2 separate regions of the Danio rerio genome follow, and region 1 is linked to region 2. A link is a contact called in public Hi-C data. All regions are on one chromosome and are shown on one strand. Each heading gives the region's core, a stretch centred on a gene start, on an enhancer-like site or on the middle of the called end of the contact. The rest is flanking DNA. Distances are from core to core; before and after follow the strand shown.

Region 1 (6,920 bases), core at 1,488-3,987, 53 kb before region 2:
AAAATAGTTAAAGTTGTTTAACTATTAATTCGGGTGTTGAGTTATTTCATTGCCCGCTGTTGCGAAAGACACGATCCAACTTAATGCGCATGCGCAAATTTAGGATTATTATTTTAGAAAAAATTATTACTGCTTATTTGTTAATATGTCTGCTCTTATCATATTATTCTAACGATATCACATCATGTTTGTTAAATACATTACATACACATTCTGTATGAAGAAAAGTAATACTGTCAGATTTATACTTTTTTTATTTACTTCCACTCTTGTATATTACATTATTGACTCACAAGTAAATGCACCAAACACATAAGAAACAGAGACTGTTGTCGTTTTATAGTAGTAATATTGGGTTTTATTAAGCAATCTCTTGAACCACAGTATTGTGTTTAGATTAGATAGGCCTCAGAAGTGAGAGGAATGCAGAGTCCCTAATGAGATTAATTTAATCAAAACAAAAACATAAAACATAGCCTTATATACAAGAGGATGGGGTGGGCATGTGCAATAGGTGCAGCGGGTGGTAAACTGGGATGGGAAACAAAGGAGAATGTCGGTGGCATTAGTACATGTAGCCTTTGGAGTAGGGCTGAGGGCCCATGTTGGTGGCAGCTGGTTCGGGAGGGTAAGAAACTCCCTCATCGAGGTGGGACAGTGGCACAGTGTCCTCCTCGTTGACGTAGCGCTCAAATTCCGCCTTCAGACTTGGCCGCTGATTGTCGGGAAAAGCCAAGGTTATCAAAGCTTCTGGCTCACACACAAATTTGTAAACATAACGCTCACCAGCCACCTGCAAAAATAATAATGGCAAGAATTAAATAATAATAAATAATATAGTAGTAAACATCATGCTCAGTTTGGGATGCCAAACCCATTCTAACATTTCAGAGATTAACAGTTTCATTGATTCTAGGGCAAATTTCAGAATAAAATACAGATCACATCTGTAAAAAATCAACATTTTACCCTATTAACAAACCCAACCCAAACTAATGCCTAACTACGACTTTAAGCTCCCAGCTTGGCTATCATTAAAATAAATGTACAGCCTCCATCTTTTATATAGTGAAGAGAAAATTAAAATGCAATAAAAAATGAATAGAATAGGTAAGTTCAGTCAATAACATATCACATCCAACATAGCAAAATATCTCTGGCCCAGCTCTGGCTCACACAATCAGCTTTTGCTTGGTTCACATGCCACGGTAAATTACAGTGTATGACTAGACTAAGTCTGGCTTCCAGACAAGGGCCAAACATGGACCATATCTGAGCCAAGTCTCAGCCAAGTTAATAACCCATAACTGGGCCTGAACTGAGCCAGATATGTTGGTGTGTCATGACTGCATAACCCATGAAGCATTGTCCTTTAGGTGCACTATGGGCATGCTTTTTCTCAAAGCCACTTAATTGGTAGAATTTTTTTTCCTTTATTCAAAAATAATTGAAAAAATATTTTAAATCTGGGTCAAGAGTCAAGACAGGCCAAACTTTCTTGGTCCACATATCCATTATTAGCATTTGGGCCTAATACTATATTTGATATCTGGCCCAAGTATTTTGTGCTGCCTTAAAGACGTGCCACCTCTGCCAAAAGACTGCCCGATGAATGCTTGCTGTGCCACCTTTATGCCAAATCTGGGCCAGAATTCTTTGCCACCTGGATAAACACTGTCACAATCAGTATATTTCTCACTCATTTATTACTGTTCCATTTCCAAACAGGTTAAATACTTTTGCCATTTTTTTATATTATAGGTTTAGCTTGTCCATTTGCTTAGAAGACATTTTTTCAAATGCAGCCCCTCCAGCAAGTACTATTGCCCATTCTTGAAGGGAAGGTGTATCTTTTGATTTTCAGCTCCTAAGAATTGTTTGTCTGCCAATTAGTAAACTGGTTTGGTTCCTGGATTTTATGTTTTTTCATTTATTTCATTGTCTGTCCAACCACCTAGTATAGACAGTGTAGGACATGTCGAAATATGAACATTTAAAACCAAGCAAATGTGTTCATGAACTCCATTTTAACATTTCAAACAATTTCTTAATCCTCCTGACACAAAACAGTAATGCACATGACACATGTTATTGTGTTATTACTGCAATTACAACTCTTTGATTAAAATAATGTGAAATTATTTTGATCTGGATTATATTTAATTTAGATAATATTATTATATTTGAATTATAATTATATTTGAATAGTTTTTTTTAAATAATTTCTTTCTTTTTTTACATAAATGATTCTAGTCTTTATATTTGAAGTATATGGGACCCCAAATATAGAGTAATGTAAATCTCAATCAGAGAGTTTAAAAAACAAGTGTTGAAGACCAAGAAATTAGAATAAAGCAATACCTTTTGCATAATTCCCTTCTCATAATAGTAACGCAAAGAGCGACTCAGTTTGTCATAGTTCATGGCTGGGCGGTTCTTCTGCATCCCCCAGAGTCTTGCCACCTAAAGTATGAAAAAAAGACAGTTCAAATCATAAGAGCAAGCAAGGACCGTATTGCAATGACATAATCTAAACACAAGAGGTCCCTGCTGACTGTACGACATCTAAACTATGAGAAGGAAGGGCGAGTCCCCACAAAAAATGTTTGTTCCCTTTTATATAACCAAATCACCATTAAACGCTGACCAAAAATCCCACACTATGAACAGGGCAAAATGCTAGTTGTCATACCTAGAGGAAATACTTCATTTTGAAGTTTCAACAAAAACTTCAAGGTTCAACTTGAGGGCCCTTGAAAAAACAAAACAAAACAAAACTGTTGCTCCATCTCGAGTCAGTATAGTTGTGGGTCTCCTGACATTTGAGGAACAGACTGTTTGTTTTGACTTCGACAGAGATCTAATCGCAATAGTAAAACTTTGGTTGTAATGAATGATTCATGCGTACAGTTGTGCAGAACTGATGGATGCATCTCTGCATGATCGTTTGCTGAGTCATGCCATTTAGCCGTCTACTGACCACAGACAATAGGAGGTTAACGCTCTTGTCTCGACCACTGCGGTGTGCTTAGACTCCGGCAAAATGGAAGGTTGTAATATTTGGTAATGGAGCCATTCTCCATTTTATTTCACTATGCTGTTAAGTGGGGTAAATAATGCATGGCAGCTAATGGAAAACTGGCATTGTGTTGATGTGTTCTTGGACCCTAGGGACTGATGAGCTGATCACGAGCAAATCTCTGAAACCCATTGTTTATTCTCTCTGTAGTTTGTGAAAGCTGAATAAATGCCACATCGAGCTGATCTGATTTTCATAACATCCTCTTAGTCTTTCGACTGATCCATTGGCATTGCTGTTTTTTGGTTAAAAACCATATTCTGCTTCCTGGGAACTTTTTAAAGTCTAATGTTTACCTCCTCTGGCTCAATGAGTTTGAATTCCATGCCACGGCCCGTCCATGCGATGAAGTGGGCATTGCTGGGGTCATCAAGAAGGGCAACCAAGAACTGCCATAGTTGAAGTGAGCCACGACGCTGATAGGGGGCACCTTCACGAAACACACTGCCCCCTTCTTGTTTCACCTCACCTAAGCACAGCAAAAGAGATCATACATTAGTTCACCTTTATTACACGTCTCTCTGAAATGCTAGATGCTGATTGGTCAAATATAATGACATTCCAAGGTATGCCATTCTCAGATAACTAATAACTAGTTGAAGGCTCAACGATAAAGACTGTCCGATGGCCCTGGGCCAGCATGAGAGACGCTCTGAACAGTAGACAGAATCGTTACTGGGCTGATCGGGCCAGTGCTGCCTTGTCACTAAAGTTTAATTCGCCTGTGACTACTTGTCGATTGCGTACAAATAAAAAAAATTAAGGAACAGTTTGTGCTTTTAAACCTTTAAATGCTACCTTCTCTGTGAAACACCGTATTGCTTTTCATTTCCTCTTATCTGATTGGAAGTTGTGAGCATGTTATTTTTTCGTAAGCTGGTAACAACCAGTACAGCAAAATGATGGCAACATGGCTGCAACATCAAATGATAAGTGTAACGTCTGTTTCTAATGTCTTGGGTACAACACAACGAAAAAAAGGAAGTGATGTTTTGAACAGTTTGCCATCAGTTTGGTTGTTCAGCCACCTTTTGTTTTGCAATAAAATACCTACACATTTTTCATACTGCTATTTTTGTTTGCATAACACTGTGAATTTTGCTCATTACACATTTATTAACATTAACATAAAACAGAGTGCTCATTCAGTGGAAATAAAGAAGAAATTAATATTAACAATTTGCTTACATTTTTAGTCATAGAAAAATTATTTGTTAAATCAGTTACTAGTACATAGTTTATCCATAATTATTATCATAATCATGCACAGTTGAGCTGGCGATAGGGCCACAATGTGAACCAAATATGTGATTTCACTAAAGCTTATAGATGTTTAGGAGTTGATCTGAAGTCACAAATATTCATAATGGAGTTTAAACTTTAAAGACCACAATGAAAATCCTAAAATAAAACAAAAATGTTGAAAAAATAATCTCTCTAAACTAAGAAACATTTCAAAATCTACAATCTTTTCAGGTCACTAATCAAATAAGCAAATTCGTGATGTTGATCATGTGAAGTTAGTCAGATGTTCTCACTTTTGCTGAAGCACAAGATTCTCTTTGGATTGCTCTCAAATCATGCAGAAAAACATGATTGTCAGATTTTTCACCAAATTGTGGAGTTAACACAGCTCAGGTGCTCGAGAACAAAGCAAATGCTTAATAACAACCCAATTCAGGTTTACATACTTTTCATTCTAATGCAATTCAATTTGCAATGGAGAGAGAATGTATTCATCAAAATAATAATAATAAAGCACATTTTTAGCATTGGTCAGTTTTAGTTTAATTTACGACATGTAATTTCAGATTAGCACTTAAAATATATATTTTTAGCTCTCATTAATACTAATAAAAAAATCTGGACAAGTGAGACTTACCTTCAAATTTCTCTGGCACAACACGGGAATCATTTTCAAACATGTAGCCTAAAGACAAGACAAGACAAGTGAGTTATTAAAACACTCCTTTAATGTGGATACAAAAACAACCCATGAGTTATATTGTGCTGATGTATTAACAGCAGTAATTAATAACAGCAAGCATTTTCCTGTTTGACTTTTCAAATTGAGATTTATGAATACAGAAACTGTTTTTCCCTTAATATTTATAAATTCTTATTATGGGAAATGTAGACTCTTGATGATAATTATTATTCAGTTATGTACCCTTATGAAGCAAGGAACTCAATTTTCTGTATCTAATGGCTCATTACAGAGATCGGCTAACAACTGAAAATACCCAAAATGGTGCGGCAAATGCAGCGAGCGGAGAGAAGGATTATTTTTCTTCACTCCAGGAAAAATACTCGTCTTTTCCAGTAGTAATATTTACCCTGGAATTCTTTAGGCAAGGGAGAAACAAATGTCCATGCCAACAGAAACATAGACCCTCTGGCCTGGTTAGCCAGTGACCGCACAGTCCTGGCCAATCCTGATGTGCTTTGAGTGTGTGAAATGTACAATCTAGACCTGCACTGGAGCTGCATGTTGTAGATGGACAAATGGTGCTCTTACCTTCACTGTTGTGCTGTGGGTTGGAGTAGCCTTCATTGTGATGGTACATGGATGGGCAGCCAGGCACATCTGCTGGACAAACATAAAAACATGACCGTCTGTGATGAACACATGCTAGTAATCTGGCAATCTATATTTATGTTTCTTATCGGGGAAAACTCTTCTTTTACAAAAGCTATAGTGAGCTTTCTACATCAGCAGCATTTTAAGGCCTGGTTAAATATCTAAATGTAGTTTTATAATTATGATGCCTCCTAGGAAGCCAGCATTTAATATATTCTTCATAGAGAGTATAATTTCAGATTGCATTATAGAAAGTGAAAAATAAATCTAATGTGGCAAATGAGAGCAGATGCTTTTTCTTTAGAAAAAATTATATTTCGCTCAATCCAGGAAAAAGAACTGCCATTTCAGAAATTTGACGCAAACTTAAAGCACTTAAATGTTAAAAAAGAAAAAAAAATTGCTTGGTCTAATTTATTATTTTACGCAACTATACAAAGAATGAAAGATTTTAGACTGTTGTTAACTACGATTGTACTTTTTAAAAAAATAAACAGACTGGATTTACTAAAACTTTAGGTTGAGCTGCACAATATTGGAAAAATCTGACATTGCAATTATTTTTTTTTTGCGATATATATTGCGAAATGAATTCAATTGAATTGACTTAATATCTATATTTGAACCAATTATAATATTAGATTTATTGGGATGATTTTGCAGTGGGAGTGCATCTCCTTAAAATCATAAAATCCAATCAAGAAAACCATGCAATTGAAAAATTATTTTAGCATGTTCCAAGTCTAACGGTATTCACGTACAGTAATTAAATTATAAAAAAATTATTCAATAAAATTAATCATTGTCACAAATGGTACAATTTCTCATGCCTGAAGGCATTTAAATAATATACAATCGCAGGCATCAATGATAAATTATAATACAAACTCAACATTGCCTGCAATGTGACTATTGTGAATGGTTATATTGCTATATTGCAGTCCTAATTTCTTTACTTTTAAACTTTGAAGGCTAATTTGAACTATTAAAATCAATGTCAAATTGCTTTAGCTGTGTGAGTTTCTGCGTATGTAGAACATTCCAAATTAGTCCATCATGAAGTTACGTTGTGGTTAGCATATATTACCGTAGAAGGCAGCTGCCAGTGTAACTAGTTGGCAGCGAGGCAGCTGACTAGGTTTGAGAACAGAGCTAATCATTGCTGGTCCTCTTTAGGCACTATTTCTGTAGGGTGTGAAGCTGGTGCATCTGCAGGTTTGATAACCTTTGCCACTGAGTGCTGCATGGACAAACCGTCCA
Region 2 (6,362 bases), core at 141-2,640:
AAAATTAAGTTGCCAAAATATCTTTCATTAAGCTTGATTTTAAAATAACTAAAATTAAAAATAAAATATTTAAATTCAATAAAAATATTTAGTTTTTATTATTTAAATTTAAATATTAATAATTATTTTTGTAAATAAGTGCAAACAACACAAAATTACAAGTAAATAAAAAAATAAAAGTGAAATATTCAACTTTTAATTATTAAAATCTAAAATAACATTGTACCACATTACTTTTTAATAATGAAATATTGGTTAAAATCATAATCCCCCTCTGCAATTTTGTTATATTTTCTTTGTAATATTATTGATTATCCACTGTGTAAAGCTGGAATAGTTGGTTGTTTATTCATCTGTGGCGACCTCTTAAATAGGCACTTAGCCGATGAAAAATGAATAAATGAATGAATATGCAATAGTTAATAACTGTTTTATTTACAATACAATACCTTTATTCTTTTAATATGACTTCAGTTAACATTATGTTTGCCATTTTAGGACTTTAAAACCCCAAATAAGTGTTAAAATTAATTTTAATTAATTTAAAAGCTGTACAGCAAATTTAGACAAAGGTCATTAACCCATCTGCCAGCGATGTTTTTAGCATGAATAGGTGTGTTTGTCCGACACTGCATTTATATTTAGCTATTCGATTACATTTGCTATTACATAATCACCAGAGACTGAAAACAAGTCACGTCGCCGCTTGTCATTTAAGCCCTTCAGAGAACCAGTTGGTTTAGAACATCACAGTCCATGGGAGAATATCTTTGGTAGGATTCATTTCACATTCAGGTATTGCTACTGTAACTGCAGGCTCATGGGACATGGGACACTCAGATATCACATTCTATTTAATCTTCCAAAATAGGCACAATAAACCTTCCAGTCTCCTGAGATTTTAAAATATATATTTATTGCAGTGTCGCTCCCATTCATGTTGATCAGTACCAAGGTTAATCTCAGCTTTACTTTTGCATGCCCTGAACAGAATAGTAGGGCACATTGTCTTTCATTCAGGATATCGTGTCTCATTCAGCTCTGGGCAATCTGGGAGTTGTGAGCCTCTCCTGTTACCCATAACTGAGCATCCTGCCACTGCCATGGTGAAAGTCAATACAAGCCTCGGTAATGCTCGAAGGTGGCAAAATAGGCCTGTGTCATTGAGCAAACATTAAACAGTTATGTACTCAAGCCATCATCATTCTAGCTTTCTTACTCTTACATTCATAATATCAGTGGGTGTCAGTTGGAACAGATGGGCTCATTCAGAAAAAGTGCTTGATAAGGTTTATGGCTCTATCTCTCAGCAACAGACTCCAATGAAATAAATCCAGAGGCCTGTTTTTTTAAGGTAAACAAGCTGAGCTCTGTGTGGGTTTTTGAGAAAAGCACCTGAGTTCCCCTATATACAGCTTAACTATGCATTTTTAAAATCAAAGCAATAAAGACTTCACATCATAAAGACATCCGTTTCTGTCCGTTCTACTTTAAATGTCTATATTAATGGATCCTCTAATTCATTTAGCTCCAAAACCAATGCATTGTTTTTTCTTCGAAAGCAATACTATACCTTTTGGAGTGAGTCAGTTAGCAGTGAGATCATTGTAATCTCACACCACTGTGAGCGCATTGACTTTTGTTTTTTGTTTTCCAGCCAGCATAGTTGCGGTAAGAGCGCCGCCCTGTGTTCATCTTGAGAACCGTCTGAATCTAATACGGATGACAGTTTTGCAACCGTTGAGGAGACCGGGATATTAATAATTTCTTATATTCTGATATTAAACTACTCACACGTGTCTTCTGTTAAATGAAATCAATATTATCTTTGCAGCACAAGAAAAAACTGCACAGTTTAGTTGTAAACAGGAGGAGGGAAATGTTACAATTCACCCCATAGTCTGAGTTAGTTGTAACCAGGGGCGGATTTAACCAATAAGCGAAGTAAGCAGCTGCTTAGGGCCCCAGGAAATCTGAGGGCCCCAAATAAATATCTAGAAGTATAAATCATACCTGTAAACAATATATAACATTGTTTTCTATCACAATTTTTATGGTGAGAGTCAAGCAAATACAATTTATTATTATAATTTAATGTTTTGTAATAATAATATCACAAAATAAAATATTATAATTATAACATCTGCACAAATTTGTCCACCACCCCAATCATACAGCAGTCAAATATTATATGTATTATATATATATTATTTTTAGTTGTGAATAAAATTTAAGAAAATTAATCATTTAAAAGGTAGAGATTGCGTAAAGACAGAACATAGAAAAGATGTTTTATGTGATATAAAAAATAAAAATAAAAAAAAAACTCTAATAAAAAAAACTGTTTGACTGTTGGGCCCCAAAGTGTTCTAAAGCACCATTAAAATTTATTACAATTAAAAACCATTACAATTAAAATTATTATTTTTATTATTATTATTATTATTATTATTATTTGTAACCTTTAAGATGTCTGTGATGGTCTAGATTATTTTGTTTTGTTTCGACAGAGAAATAAAATAACATGAAGACATGTCTGTGAGATTATGCTTTGTTTTGTCAGGAAAATATTATTTATAATTAATCACATTAATCACATTGAGTTGCGTTAATTCATTTTGCAGCTCTATTGGATCCTATATTTTCTTCACTGAACTGTAAATGGTTCATTTATTATTATGATTTTGTTTTTAATTAGAAAGGGTGCATTTTAAGACTGTTGGGCCCCATGGCTGGAATTGCTTAGGACCCCCAAATCACTAAATCCACCCCTGGTTGTAACGCATTTTGGGGTGGGATGTAAAATTATGATTTACACCGGGGTGAAATATAATTTAAAATACGAATTATGATTTAAAGAATTTGAGAGCTTTTTATTGAACAATGAGTTTTTAGTATAACTGATGTGTGTTGCAAAGCTGAAGACAATGTGCATCAGCTTTAACAAGTGAAGACCATTTGTGTGTGCAGGCTTCATGAGCCTCCAGAGGACAGGTCAAACACTGAATCCAAAATGATTTGCCTTTGAGGTGTTTTTCTTCCAAGACCTTTAGGAATAATGACATAAATTCATAGAAATACAGTTTTAAATCTGCTTTGAGTTGGTGGTAACATTTCACTGATGTTACTAACTAAGAATGACCCAGAGTCTTGTAGGCCATGTATTTAAGATCCAAGACCTGTAAAAAAAACAACACATACACTTAACACACAAATACACTTCATTGAACATGTACACATTGACCACCTTTATGCTATATAACTTCAGGTTAACTATGTTTAGATCTAATACTCTTTTAACTGTTAAAAGCTATTACTTACTAGTTAATTAGTTTAAGTTATAAGCAGCTATTAAGGTTATGGTAACTAATAATCTTAACTTTTTGGAATTTAATTGTAATGCAATATTGTGCATCTTTTGTAAAGCTGCTTTTGAGCAATAACTATTGTGAAATCTGCTCTCTTTGCAGGCAACAGCTAAAACATTATCACCAACAACATGGATTAAAACTATTTAGACAGACACACAAATGACATCATTTAACTTAAATGGGTTTAAATACAAATCAGGCATTATTATTCTGAAAAAAAAAAAAAACCTATAATGTTTCACATGGAATGAGGTCTAATATGAGCATGTGTGAAGAGAATCTGCTGATTTGTCACTAGTCCCTGATTGTAGGAATTGAAAGTATTAAAACTCCCCCTGCTCCTGACACTTTTCCCACTCCATTTCTGCAGCTTTCAACTGAGCATAACAGGCGATTTCACATGAGTGCACCAAAATATAAATATTAAAATATGATAATAGTGTTTATATTATTAAAAATGTTTGTAAAAAAGTAAATAAGGGCCAGTCAAATCATCAAAGTCAAAATGATTGAGATGGCCAATCAAATCAAAGAAATCCATGCTTTACAGTTCACTAATTTCAAATATGTTTTGTATTGATTTAAATAACTTTTCCAACATTTAAAAAAATGTCTTGTTTTAACAGAACGCGGAAATGTATAAAAAGTTTAAAACAAGTTAAGGGTGGTTCAATCACATTTTTTTATTTTTATTTTTGTGTCAACTGTCCCTATAATGTTTGCTGTTTGATGTAAAATGACCAATAGTATAAACACTGATGCAAACTGATTCTCAAATTTTCTGGTTTTGATTCATGACTCATGTAATTCGTAACTGAATGTAATGCCCCCAAAATAAAGTTTTCATCTGTCAAATTAACTAATGTTGCTTAATACCAATAAAGGTTTCACCCAAACACAAATTGTGACCCATAATGACCAAAAAAAAAAAAAAAAAAGTTCAACTGACCAAAAACAACATGTAGCTAGCCTATTATTAACCAAAAAATATAAATGTTAATATAAAAGTTGGAAAAAGCAAAAATCTAAGTTAAAAATCTAAGTCGGACCTAACCTAATGTTGTTAATTGGACTAAGATAAGAAGACATATTTAAATATGCATGAAACTTGAAACAAAAAAGTGTAATAATAATAATAATTAAATAAAATAAATAAATAAAATATCTAAGGAAAAATTAGTTACACAGTAAAAAAGTTGAAGCTGCTTGAATTGTTATACAATCGGTGATTGTATTAAAAAAAAAAAAAAAACCTTTAAGTGTCATCTGAAATAATCCTCTAAAATGAGATTTTTTTTCTCAGCATCCCATGTTTGTTCAGTTATTTCACTTTACATGCAATGCAAAGAACTTAGTTGTTGCCATAAAAGTGTAATTACTGAACCTACACTCAGCAGCCTGAGAAAAAAAAAAGCTATCTTTGAAGCCTTTTGTTCCGAACTCTTCATATACTGAACACATTCACTGCAGGACCTTTGGTATATGCATATGTTGTCCAATAGGTGGCAGGACAACCATGTTCTACCGTTACATGTCCCTAATGAATGATTTTGAGAAATAGTGGAAGTGGTTCAGCAATATATTATACCATACCAGATTCATATTTTATGGTTTAACTCGTTGAAAAGTTTATTAATAATATTAAAGTGTGATTTATATATTTAGATTATTAACACAGTGGTGGATCTTTAACAAGAAGGAAGAATTGAGCTAAAAATATCACAAGATTGAACAGAATTTGTAAACTGTAATTGTATTGCTACATTTGTGTGCTGCTGTTTTTCCATGGAAATGGAAGATGTTGAATGATGTCATTAAGGTACTGGCTTCTGATTGTTGGAGTGTTTTGGAAAAGTCTAGCTGGATCAAAAGTGTTATTGAAGAGGTAGGAAAAACTATTAACTATTGTCAAGTAAATTATAACTGAAATTGAATTTGAGATGTTTTCCTCCAGTTTTTGTGTTTAAATCAATGTACAGTATTAAGCATTTGAAGGATTTCTGTGGTGAAAATTAATTACATTATTATGGAATGTTATTTTAAAAATATGATCAGAATATAATATAATCATTATTTATATGAAATTTATGCCCAAACATCAGTGATGAAAATCTGTTTCTGGGTCAAAAACAGAACAACCCATTTTGTGTCCATCAAATTAAATTGATAAAAGTCAGTATAAATCATACAATGTAAAAGTATCCTCTTAAATGGTTAATGTATTAAAGTCACAATTATTGGCCCCCCTGTTTATTTTTTCCCCAATTTTTGTTTAACGGAGAGAAGATTTCTAAACATGATAGTTTTAATGACTCATTTTATCTTTGCCATGATGACCGTAAATAATATTTGACTAGATATTTTTCAAGACACTCTATACAGCTTAAATTGATATTTAAATGCTTAACTAGGTTAATTAGGTTAACTAGGCAGGTTAGGGTAATTAGGCAAGTTATTGTATAATGATGGTTTGTTCTGTAGACCATTGAAAGAATATAGCTTAACGGGCTAATATAATGACCTTAAAATGTTTTTTTTTTTTTTTTTTTTTTTTAACTGCTTTTATTCTAGCCGAAATAAAACAAATAAGACTTTCTCCAGAAGAAAAAAAAGTGTATTCAAAAAGTGTGTGTGTGTGTGTGTGTGTGTGTGTGAGCGTGCGTGCGTGCGTGTGTGTGTGTGTGTGCGTGTGTATATATATGTCGCAGGCCGAGTGCCTTAGTGCCCCCACCAGTGCCGATATACAACCATATCGCACTGCTACGAGTGTGATATTGCGTTTATACAACAGTTTGACGGTATTATTGTGTATATAAAAACAATATCAAACACGGAGAGTTTCAAAAACCCTTTTGTATGTGGAACTACTTTCTTCCACATCGGATTTAAATTATAAGCTGACAGTTAAACAGTTGAGCGTGCTTCTTTTAAACTTTAGATCTGTTGTATCTGCTTTTTGCTGGCTATATGTGGGCTGAGTAATACATAAAG

Evidence for each region. Hi-C and Micro-C count contacts between places; a contact is called where the count stands out from the background.
Region 1: a Hi-C map of skeletal muscle shows a contact between it and region 2, with 2.1 times the contacts expected there. The contact joins two enhancer-like sites. A contact is called at or near these places in 11 of 18 Hi-C or Micro-C datasets (caudal fin, embryo, fibroblasts and 3 more) and 1 of 4 datasets of contacts at active chromatin or transcription factors (caudal fin).

The regions. Positions count from the first base shown.
Region 1 is chr12:29,410,383-29,417,302 of GRCz12tu, reverse strand. etv4 (ETS variant transcription factor 4) reads right to left here. Exons shown (of 12, transcript NM_131425.2): 8 at 5,598-5,666; 9 at 4,962-5,009; 10 at 3,376-3,548; 11 at 2,362-2,463; 12 at 333-793. The coding sequence ends at 566. All of the region lies in intron 1 of LOC141376814 (a long non-coding RNA gene), which reads left to right. Among named protein-coding and RNA genes, the nearest start is that of dhx8, 25 kb to the left of the region's middle. Within about 2 kb of position 2,737, at least 8 of the 62 cell types and tissues checked have an H3K27ac peak or open chromatin away from gene starts, as enhancers often do. A contact at or near this core is called in skeletal muscle, where this site is marked.
Region 2 is chr12:29,356,214-29,362,575 of GRCz12tu, reverse strand. The region is part of intron 1 of LOC141376813; the gene reads left to right. Among named protein-coding and RNA genes, the nearest start is that of etv4, 25 kb to the left of the region's middle. Within about 2 kb of position 1,390, at least 10 of the 62 cell types and tissues checked have an H3K27ac peak or open chromatin away from gene starts, as enhancers often do. A contact at or near this core is called in skeletal muscle, where this site is marked.